2 separate regions of the Mus musculus genome follow, and region 2 is linked to region 1. The links are chromatin contacts, called in public Hi-C maps. All regions are on one chromosome and are shown on one strand. The core of a region is the stretch at or near the end of the contact, and the rest is flanking DNA. Distances in the headings are between cores, read along the strand shown.

Region 1 (5,487 bases), core at 2,014-4,513:
AGAAGAAAGAGCCAATGGGTCATGGCCAATAAGGCCTCGAAGCAGTAGGGATAGCCTAGCTTTTTCCAGGGAATGCCAGAGCTCTAACACACCCTAGTCCCCACCCCCATAACATCCTGTCCCTGGTCCTGATGCCTGTGCCAGTGTCTAGCATCCCTAGTGTGGTCCACACAGCACAGGCTGTCAGTATTTGCCAATTCTTTGCCGCTTATTAAAGTGCCTTCAAAAGGGCAGATACTTGCTACCAAGACTGTCTCCTCCAATGACTCTGAGTTCCAGAAGGGAGGGTTCAAGTCCCTTCTCCTCTCTGCAGGTCACTTGAGTATGTCTTTCCCCTTGGCTAACAGGACATGACATGAACACACAGAGTGTAGCCCACTCAGGCCTGCTCCACATACCCTGTTGAAGTCTTTAAAATGGAACTGCTTGAAGATAGCATCTCGGCCTTCTACTTCATTCCACCCCACAGCCCTCAGGTTTGGCAGCAGCTGGTCTCGCTCCTCGGCGCTCAGCCTGTGTGCCTTGCCGGCCTAGGAGAGGGAGGATAGAGAGGCCCCAGGGCATTCCATTTATAGGTCAAGAGTGTGCCTCAGACCTTTGGGAGGACTTCAGTGCTGGCTGCTGTGGATTCAGGTGCCCCTTATAGCAAGCAGCAGGCCTTTATGTTTCCAGAGAAGAGCCCTGCCAGGAGGTGGGGTCTGGGCCGTTTACTGATAGACTCTGGGTCCTGTATTTTTTTAGTTTTGTGTTTTTGTGTTTTGTTCGTTTTGGTATATGTGTTTGTGTGGGTAGGTTCAAGTATGGGCATGTGTGCATGTGGAAGCCAAAGGACAACCTCAGATGTTATTGTTTGGATATCATTTATCATTATTTTAATTTAATTTTTTAATTTTATGTATATGAGTGTTTTGCCGTCGTCACAGAAGTCTGTGCACCACCCATGTCTCTGGTCCCTGCAGAGGCCAGAAGAGAGTGTTGGATACCTTAGAACTGGAGCCACAGGCAGTCATGAACTGCCACGATAGTGTTGAGAGTCAGGTCCAGGTCCTTTAGAATAGGAGCCAGTGTTCTCAACCTCTGAACAAATTTCCAACCCCATTTGATTTTTTTTGGACATGGTCTCTCACCAAGTAGGTTATGCTGGCTGGCCACAGAGCCTCAGAGATCCATCTGTCTATGCCTCCCCAGTGCTAGCATTACAAGCACACACTATCACGCCAGTGTTTTAAATGTGGTTTCTGGGAAGGAGAACTCCCATTGAAAGCACTTCACAAACTAGGCCGAATCTGCAGCCCAGATCTTGGGGTTTTTACCTGCTTTCATAGAGAATGCCAAAGAGAATGTGTTGTGGTGAAGTGTTCCCCCATCTCTTGCTCCCAGAGCCTCACAGATGCTTGCCTGCCTTCATCTTTCCAAGACAGCACACCATGGAGTCCCCAAGGTGGTTAGAGCAAAATTCAGCCCAATTCGAACACATTACATGTTCTTCCTGGCATCCCCATTTTTCTGCATTCCCTCTCTATGCTCCATCCCCACACCCATTCTGCAATGTTCAGGTGTTCTAGAGGAGAAACAGGCCTAGACAAAGGGGATGTGAGTGCTCTGCTCTTCCGGCCAGTCATCCTCAGTCAGGAATGAACTGACTCAAGGTGTGGTCTCTTAGAGCTATAGCCCTGGGGTGGGATGCAGAAACCCATTCAAACCCATTCCCAGATGAGTCTCTGCCACCTCCTCCTCGCCCCTGTATAGTCCACAGCTGTCAGGGTGAGGCTCTCAGGGTGGCTGTCTTAGGAACCTAGGACCACAGGGCCCAGACTCAAAATGGAAGTAGTCTGTCAAGGGCACCTGGCATGCTCATTACCCTGTTATACAAAGTGCCCACGGTGTGATCCCCCAGCACATACCAGGTCAGGTCCTGAGTGGACCCCTGGAAAACAGAAGTTAGTGTCTGTTCTGTCCTCTAGAGGAACGTGGGGCCCTGAGTCTAACAAGCTAGGATTGTGAAAGAGAATCACCCAGGGATACAGTGTTCAACTGACAAGGACTCAAATTTGGCTTGGGGAGCAGGAGGAAGGTGAACTGTGTCCTGCAAGCCACCCATCGTTTCCATACCCTGGGGTGGGTATCGAAATGGCCCTTTGGCTTCATGAGTGAAGGGATGAGACCCACTCCTTAGACCAAGAGATGCCAGTGGAAATACTTCAGTAGCAAGGTTATCAAGTGAAAGTCAGCTTCATTAAAAAAAAAAAAAAAAACAAAAAACCAACACTTCCTAGAACAAGAACATCTGTGACAGTTCTCAGGCCAGCAGTGGGGCCTACAGAACCAACACCAGTGTGTGTGTGCTCTCAGAAACAAGGGGCTCCAGCTCAGTGCAGAGATCTGCTCTGTGGTTAATGAAGGGGGTGGGGGACTTCCAGCATTGACCCTTCAGTGGGTGATAAGCGGGACACTTGTAACCAGGCAGCCAGGTATCAACAGGGCTCCACTCTTTAGAATTTTCCAGAACCAACTTTCAGGCTGACAATGCTCTGAACTCAGGTCAGAGGGGTAAGGGCCTTATTTGCTTAGGGAAGCTCTGTCAGCTTGTTAGTGTGGGCTGAGCGATTACTGATTATCCAAGCCTGTGGTGTCTTTGGGCCCAATGACTCTTCCCAGGCCTCAGCTGCCAAAACACCCTCCTATCCCTGATCGAGTACAGAGAACCCGAACCACGCTATTTGGTAAGGGTTGCAGGGAGGTCTAGGGGCTCCTTTCCTAGGGACCTACCTAAGATCCTGACCCACCACCACGCCAAGGTGGGACACAGCACCCTATCTAGGTGTTAGGGCGGGGCTTAAGGCCAGGGACAGCACTGGGTGCAGAGAGAACTGAACACCACCCCCACCCCCACCCCAATCTGGCAAGCCTGTAGGGCCAGGCAGCGCCACGGAGACTTGCCTTGCTGCCACACCCCGCCAGCAGACTAGGCCTGGGAGTTGGGACAGGCTAGGTTTCCAGGCCCACCGCCACCGCCCCCAAGGGAGGCCAGGCGACTCTAGCCCGGCTGGATGGCGCTGCAGGAGGCTCAGCGTGGCCCGCGCCCCCAGCATCGGAGCCCTAGTCGTCTCTCCACACCACCCCCCGCCCCCCACTTCCTGGTCTCCTCTCAGGGTCCACCAGACTTCCTGCGCTTACCATGTCCAGTGCGGGAAGCAGGTGGCGGCAGCGAGGGAGAGAGCAGCGGGCAAGCAGCAGGCCACCGCGGGGGCGGGGCAGAGATCCGGTGGCCGCGGGTAATAATTAACATGGGTCCTCCTTGCTCCACGCCCTTGCAATGCTTTCCATGCCCTGTGCTCTGTGAGCATGGCTGCGTGATGGGCTCCAGGGCAAAAGCTTTGACATCTCAGTACCTCTGCTCCCTCTCTGCCAGAGGACTCTGGGCACCAGACTGCCTGACCTATTGTTACAGTAACAACGACAACAAAAGCCACCCAGATAAATGTCACATACACTGGACTGCACATATATAAAGTGCACAGTTTTAACCATCTTAACAGAACAGAAGACTTTTTTAAAAAAGATTTATTTATTATATATAAGTACACTGTAGCTGTCTTCAGACACACCAAAAGAGGGCATCAGATCCTATTACAGATGGTTGTGAACCACCATGTAGTTACTGGGAATTGAACTCAAGACCACTGGAAGAGCAGCCAGTGCTCTTAACCACTGAGCCATCTCTCCAGCCCAATAGAAGATATTCTAAAGGGACTCAACGTATCCCTCCTTTGGGCTATCAGGCTATTGAAACAATGGAACCCAAGAAATCAGAATTTCTTCCAGGAAAGGCATGGTATGAAAAGGAAAAACTAAGGTCTGGTGCCAGCCAGAGAAGAAACTTGTCTACTGGAAAGATTTCACACCATTCTGGCAATTTGCCAGGCCACCTTGTTTAGTAAGGTATTCCTCTTGCCCGCTGTTTAACCTTGAGCCGTAGATTAGGTCCCAGTGGACAGACTTGGAGGCTCATGGACCCCTTCATTTCTCTTCCCAGTAAAGCTGTATTGAGTAAATCACCTTGCTTGCTGTTTTAATCACTGTTTTAATTTTTAAGATTTATTTGTGTGTGTGTGTGTGTGTGTGTGTGTGTGTGTGTGTGCGCGTGCGCATTTGTGTGGGTGCATGGATTTATGTGTACTGTGTGCTGTATGCATGTAGATGCCATGGAGGCCAAAAGGGAACATTGCATCCCCTGGAATTGCACTTAGGTGTTGTTGTGAGCTGCCTCATATGGGTACTGGAGCCAAATTCAGATTCTCTGCGAGAGCAGTAAGCGCTCTGAGCCCTCTCCACAGCACCTCTGCTGTGACTTGTCTCTTTCGTTGGCATATAGAGAGTAGTGGGTGAGCCCTGCTTGTTAGGACTGCCAGGGTCCAGGCTCTGACCCTAATAACTTCAGTGACATGGAGGGACATGTGCTTCTCTTAGGAATCCATCAGCAGGATTAGGAACACCTCTCCCTGTGCCACCAGATAGCCTCTCTCTTCCAGGGCTCCCCCTAAGCCAATGCTCTTCAATTGCTGGCAAGCAGGTTGCATTTTCTAGACATCCCCATGGCCCCATGCATTGAAACCATTTAGTTTATACTTACCTTTGAAGTCCATTCATGTTCTATGTACCATTAGTTGATTCTTTTCTTTCTTTTTTTTTTTTAAAGATTTATTTATGTATAATGAGTGCTCTATCTGCATGTACACCTGCATGCCAGAAGAGGGCATCAGATCCCATTATAGATGATTGTGAGCCACCATGTGGGTGCTGGGAAATGAACTCAGGACCTTTGGAAGAGCAGTCAGTGTTCTTAATCACTGAGCCGTCTCTCCAGCTCCCTAAAGATCCATTATTTCATAACTGTAATCTTGATACTGTTATAAATTATAATTTAAATATCTGATATGCAGGATATCTGATGTGATTCCCCCAAAGGGGCCATGATCCCCAGATTGAGAACCGCCGGGAGCCTCGTTGGTTGTGGAGGTTTGGCATGGTGCAGGTCCAGAGTCTACACATCTTGGGTCATCTGCAGCTCCCTTAAAGCCACCTATTTCTCTCCTCTGTTGTGACTTAGCATGTTGGTGACTGGAGGGTAAATGCTTCCTAGTGTATAGACAGGCCACTAGCCTCCACCAACCGGATGGTTATAAAGGGCCGCCAGGTGGCAGGTGAGGCCTCCAGCTGAGATGGCCGACTGTTCTGGAACTCATCTGCCTGATGTTTCTACCAACATGTTTGAAAAAAATGTCTTGATTTAAAAACACCCCACTGGAGAGATGGCTCAGCGATTAAGAGCGCTGGCTGCTCTTGCAGAGGTCCTGAGTTCAATTCCCAGCATCCACATGATGGTTCATGATCATCTATAAATTGATCTATTGGCCTCTTCTGGTGTGCATGAAAAGAGAGCACTCATAAGCATAAAACAAATAAACAAATCGTTATCTCTTATTC
Region 2 (5,808 bases), core at 2,922-5,421, 40 kb before region 1:
AGTAATAGAAGGACTGGATCTAAGCCCTATACTTTTAAATTTTTAGTATCAATAGAAGAAATTTATACCAATGAAACCTTGATTTTTGCATCAAAATAAATTCTTTACCAAGATAAGAAACTATGACTTCAACTTAGTAACAATTAAAAGATTTCTACCACATGAGATTATGGTGATGCAATCAATTCTATCTCTCCCTTTCTGTTCCAATTATGACCATTTCTACATTCCCCAGAAAGACAACCTATAATAACCACCTCCAGCCCCAAAGCCTAGGGAACTGGGCCGATGACTCTTCATAACTTCTTCAAGCTGAATATGGGCGATGAGATATTTTGAAGGGGTAGGAGAAAGGGTAGGGAAAATAGGATAGTTGGTTGGCCTTAAGAAGGCCACACCAACAATTCTATTAGTCTCTGATGTCTATGTCCTGACTGGATCCAGCTGAAAGTCCAAGACATCAGGAGTTCAGGCAGGTTAGCTCAGCATGTCTGAGGAGACTCACCAAGGCTGTATATTCTGTAATATACAAATCTCAAAACATTTTAGTGTCATCAAGATAACTTTTTTGTTCGATTCTCTGTAATCTAGTTCTTCAAGGAGTCTCCCTCTATCAAATCTGATCCATATTACTGTGAAAGGTGTATAGATACACTAATCACCTTTTCTAAAAACGCAAAGACAAAACCTTTCTCCTAATTCAGCATATCTTTGAGCCAGTAACCAGAAAAACCTTTATTTTGACCTCTCCCAGAGGAATAATAGAACCACAAAACTCAACATCATACCCATTTTAAAAGTTAAAACAATCCAAAACAAATTGAAGTAAACTAAAATACTGTATGTGCCTATTCTTAGGCCTTTTCTATTTTGTCATGCAGGATAATAACCCAAAATTCCTGTGGAGTCCACATTAGACAATTTGAGTATCCTGTAAGACGTAGTAGAGCAATATATCTTTATACCCTTTTACTGTTTGGCTCTCTGCCTAGAGCAGCCATCTTGTTATACCATGTATCTGTTGATCTCTCTACCTGGAGTCACAGACATGAATAATTAACACCTGATCCAAGCAGACAATGATTAGCACTGCACTCTCTACTCTGGAGTCAGTGACTAATTTTCCTATCTTAGTTCTGAACCACAGGTGAAATTCTCCATGTTGATTGAGACAGAATCTGTATATAAATCTACCCTAAAAGCAAATAATCTCAAATTTAAATTCACAGTTCAATCCCTCTGCCCTAAAAAGTAGGCAACTTCATTTTTTTTAAGACTTATTTATTTATTTTATGTATATGAGTACACTGTGGCTGTACAGATGGTTGTGAGTCATCATGTGGTTGTAGGGAATTGAACTCAGGACCACTGCTTGCTTCAAGCCCTCTCGCTCCAGCCCAAAGATTTATTTATTATAAGTACACTGTAGCTGTCCACACTGTAGCTGTCCTCAGTCACACCAGAAGAGGGCGTCAGATCTCATTGCGGATGGTTGTTGGGATTTGAACTCAGGACCTTCGGAAGGGCAGTCAGTGCTCTTAACCACTAGTCATCTCTCTAGCCTGAGCCATCTCTCCAGGTGGCAACTTCATTTCTTTCTCTCCCCCACCCCCTCTGTAATTCCCCACAGCAGGGGATCTCAGGGCTGCTAGCAGTTTCTTTGTTTCAAAGTTGATTAAGTCCAGGTGACTGGTTTTAGCATTACCCAGTTACTCTCTTTAAAAACAAACAAACAAACAAACAAACAACAAAACCACTCTTAACTCTCAGGCTAACAATCTTAAATTTCTAGTGGATACTTGCCCAATAAGCTGGTTCACCATCTGTTGGGGGAAATATTAAGAAGCACTTGTGCCTCTGCCCCGATGGGCAGGCTGCCCATGCACTGGTGGGCAATGGCTGACCTGTTTTTATTTCGTGGAGACTCTTGACTCATAACTCTACAATCTCTCCACCCAGCTCGCTAGGTTCCCACTGTTGAGTCACTACCACACCAGCCCTGTGCTTCAAATCCTCCATGGCCTTTGTGGTGCACATCAGGCAAACTCAGGCTTTGACACCTTTACCTTTCTCTCTTGAACCCAGATGAGCCACCATGTGAAGGAAAACACAACACAAACTTAGTTCAGAAACAATGGTAACTCAATCTCTAGGCGCAGCAACTAAAACCTAATCTTGTAGATCTTATAATAAAATATGATTACTCCAGGCAAGAATCCTCGTGGATCTACCATATACCAGGAAACTCTAACAGCTACATCTTACCCTTCCAAAAGGGCCTTTGTTTTGCTTTGTTGTTGTTGTTCTCCTCCTCCTCCTTGTCCTCCTCTTTTTTCTTCTTCCTTCTCTTCTTCCTCCTCTACTCTCTTCCTCTGGCCTTGAACTCAAGAGATCCACATGCGTCTGCCTCTGAGTACTAGGATTAAAGCACTAGGATTAAAACCACCCAGCAGTGGTTTTTAAAGTCCCCCATTGTGAGAAATTTTTTTGCCTTCTTTTTCCTATAGGCTGGTATTTCGAAGAGTTAACAGCCTTCACATTCTTCTAGTATAGGCTGCTCTCTAAATTTCCCATCCTTTAGGATGCAAAGCCTCATCTAATTTTCTAAGCACTATCTTCTCTGGCTGGACAGTCAGTAAAGAAATCTTAAGTTCTGAGGAAGCTGCCAAAGGGGAGAGAGGGGCCTAACACCTTGGCTATCTGTGCCTTTTTCATAAGATGAGCACTAAGTATACTATGTACTAAAAATGGGTGGTAATGATTTATTTCTTGCCAAGGGAATAGTAGTTTTTCTTATGTTAGTGTTTATACTTAGGGCTTTATGTATGCTAAGGCAAGGGCTCTGTCACTTCTATCCCTTTCTTTGCAGGATTTCAAAGTAGAAGATTCAAATTTTCTCTAGTATCTGTCCAAGGAGTAAATATTAGGAACATTTGATCTAGTTGACCTGATGGATATGACCTGGTGGATTAATATGGCAGATTTAGCACTTCTTGAGGAAGCTTGGTGAATTTACTTTCCTTCCTTCTCAAGAGCTGGATAATTGGGTCTCAGTAATATAAGTGGGTTGTTGGCTATTTCCCTAAAAAGAAAGAGATGGGGAAAGGGTCCTCCAGTTCTCCTTACCCCTCCTTTGTACTAGGAATTGAACCTAGGGCTAGTCAAGTGTTCTACTTGACTTAACTACAGTCTCAGCTCTCTCACCTTTCTGTTTTTATTAATTTATTTTGAGACGGAGTTCACTAAATTGCCCAGGCTGGTCTTGAACTTGTGTTCCTGTTGGAAAATCAGTGTTTCTGGGCCTTCTGCACTAAGTTAACTTCTAGTGGGGTATTCTTAGGTAATATTGATGTACTCCATTGGTTTAGTAGAGAGTAGTGAACAAGAAGTTATTCTTATGTGGGCTTGAGCTGAGGGGAAACACATTTAAAGATTAGTTTGTGAGCCTTAGCTTCTTCATTATTAAAATGAAGATTAGAATAGATGGGCTTTGAGATTATTTTAAATGGTAACTTTTTATGACTTTGAAGTAAATAATTAAAAAAAAATAAAAATTTTTATCTGGCTGATGTTTGCCTGTATGGATATTTGTGCACCACATGTGTACCTGTGGAGGCCAGAAGAGAGTGCCTTCTCTCCTGAAACTAGAGTTACATACTTTCGGCTGTGAGTAGCACCCGTGTGTGGTTGCTGGGAACTGAACCTGGTTCCTCTGCAAGCAGCAAGCTTTCCTAACTGCTGAGCTTTCTCTAGTCCCCAGAGTACTTTATGAATTAATTTCCGTTTCTTTTAGAATCAGTAGCAGGTGTGTAAGTTTGCAGTTTGAGAAAGCCATGTGCAGAGTACTTGGCTTGTGTAGATATCATTCTGGCCATTTGGCAGTGTTATCTATCTTGGTTGGGGGCAGGGGTAGTGAAGCTGTGGGTCCTAGCTTTGGCCATTAGGATAAGTGAGATGGGAGAAACTATGAGAACTGCAGGTGTTGAACCAATGGATCTTCTGGTTTGCACCACTGATGGTTTGATTCTGAAGAACAGGTGATAGGAAATAAAATGAAACAGGCTTGTATCCCCCCCCCAAGCCTATTTTGCAACATGATCCTTGGATCTCAGTATCTTTGCTTATGAAGGACATGATCTGCTCTGATGACCTGAGATATGGTGACTTGTGACTTATCAGTTGAGTATACAGAGTTCAAATGACTGGCCTTTCATTTCCATATTCAGTCTGAAGCCATTGTGCCCTGCACAGCTTCTGTGGTAAAGATGTAAAAATTCTAGGATCTTGTGGAACACATGTTTTAAAGGATATAAGTATTATAATTATTTCACTATAGTTGACTAAGTGTTGAATTCCTAACATGGTAAAGTTGTTCTTTCAGACACTCTAGCAGATAGGAGGTTAATATCCAACTTATTTGTATTCTTACTAGCACTGGAAGACCATGGATTAAAATACTTGAACTGTTCTCTCTCGCTGGGTTTAGTGCTTTGCTTTAGGTCAGACTAAATCACAGTGCCCCTAGGCTAATGCAGTTTGGTAGTGACTGAATCATAAGAAATGACTGAATCAAGGCATGCTAGATATTTAGCATATTAGAAGTTCAAAGAAGACATTGTACTGTGGTGTAAGGATCAACTTTCTGTTGGAAAGTAGCTTTCCCAAAACTCTAATTTTATAGTAGTAATCTATAAAGCTCAGGAAAATCATTACCATTTGAATGTCTTCCTGGGTTAGTGATTAATTTACTCTCTGCCTGATGTCTCAGCTATGGCCAGATGTGTGCTTTCAGACAAACAGGCAATTTGAGAGGTAGCTAGCTTATGTGTACTTTAATTTTGACCATGCAATCTTAGTTTATGTTCCATTATTTAAAAACAAATAGCCAGTTGTGGGAGACAGTAGTAAGGGTTAAGTGTTAGATTGGGATTGATTGACGCAATATGAAAATAAAAGAATAGATCACTGCGGAAGCTGATTGTTCTTAAATCATAACAATAAAGGACAACAGTGGAATGGAGACTGTGCCTAGGTACTGGGGCTTGGAACTTTTTAGGACAGAAAAGGGAATTTTGGGGGTGGAAGATTCCACATGCAGAGCTGATCACCTGCAGTTTCAAGGTTATAAATACCAGTGGAAATTGGTATGTTGATTTCTTATAATGAGTCCATGGATCCTAACATCTTGAAGATTATCAACTTTCCTGTCCAGAGTTTCTCAACTCTGGTTTTAGGTTATTAACCCTTATTAGATTCTTGTGCCAGTGGATACTGGTAGGTGGTTAGGTCATAATACAACTATTTACAACTTTAATTAGATGTGAATGGTACCGTATAGCTAAAATAGAGTCTGCCCTGAACATAAATTATAAACAGAAAGCTCTTGAGGTACTATTGAATGCAGTGTGTTATGCAGTTAGCCCAGGGACACTGAACATTGAAAGAAGACTAGAAAGGTTAGGATTGTAGCTCAATGGTAAAGTCTACGCCTGGTATGCAAGAAGATCTTGATTCAGTCCCCAGAACTCTAATAACAACAGAGAGAGGGAAGGGCTTTGAATATTGAGTTAGAAAACCTAGGCTTCTGGCCTTTTATTCTGTTTCAAGCCTTTCTGTAGGAATATAAGCACATCATTTTAAACCCATGGGGCCTCTGCTTATAAAGTCAGAATGTTTATGTTGTACTTGATCACTAAGGCTCCCTTTAGTGCCTAGATTCTATGTTGGAGTGTTGCATCAGGACCCAACTTGGGGCTTGTTCTGTTTTTAAGACCCAAAGGAGCTGCCTTTTTTCCCAAGGAGATAATA

The links. Hi-C and Micro-C count contacts between places; a contact is called where the count stands out from the background.
Region 2: a contact with region 1 is called in a Hi-C map of liver, with 1.6 times the contacts expected there. The contact joins the enhancer-like site here to the promoter of Pcbd1 in region 1. A contact is called at or near these places in 2 of 39 promoter capture datasets (embryonic stem cells and liver), 1 of 15 datasets of contacts at CTCF or cohesin (CD8 T cells), 16 of 484 Hi-C or Micro-C datasets (the N1E-115 cell line, embryonic fibroblasts, embryonic stem cells and 4 more), 6 of 115 datasets of contacts at active chromatin or transcription factors (a beta-TC-6 cell line, embryonic stem cells, extraembryonic endoderm stem cells and 2 more) and 3 of 9 other capture datasets (adipose tissue, liver and pancreatic islet).

What each region holds. Positions count from the first base shown.
Region 1 is chr10:61,087,107-61,092,593 of GRCm38.p6, reverse strand. It overlaps Pcbd1 (pterin 4 alpha carbinolamine dehydratase/dimerization cofactor of hepatocyte nuclear factor 1 alpha (TCF1) 1), which reads right to left and starts at 3,263. Exons shown (of 4, transcript NM_025273.4): 1 at 3,178-3,263; 2 at 399-530. The coding sequence starts at 3,180.
Region 2 is chr10:61,127,249-61,133,056 of GRCm38.p6, reverse strand. The region is part of intron 2 of Sgpl1 (sphingosine phosphate lyase 1); the gene reads left to right. Among named protein-coding and RNA genes, the nearest start is that of Sgpl1, 18 kb to the left of the region's middle. Within about 2 kb of position 4,171, at least 6 of the 459 cell types and tissues checked have an H3K27ac peak or open chromatin away from gene starts, as enhancers often do. A contact at or near this core is called in hepatocytes, liver and olfactory sensory neurons, where this site is marked.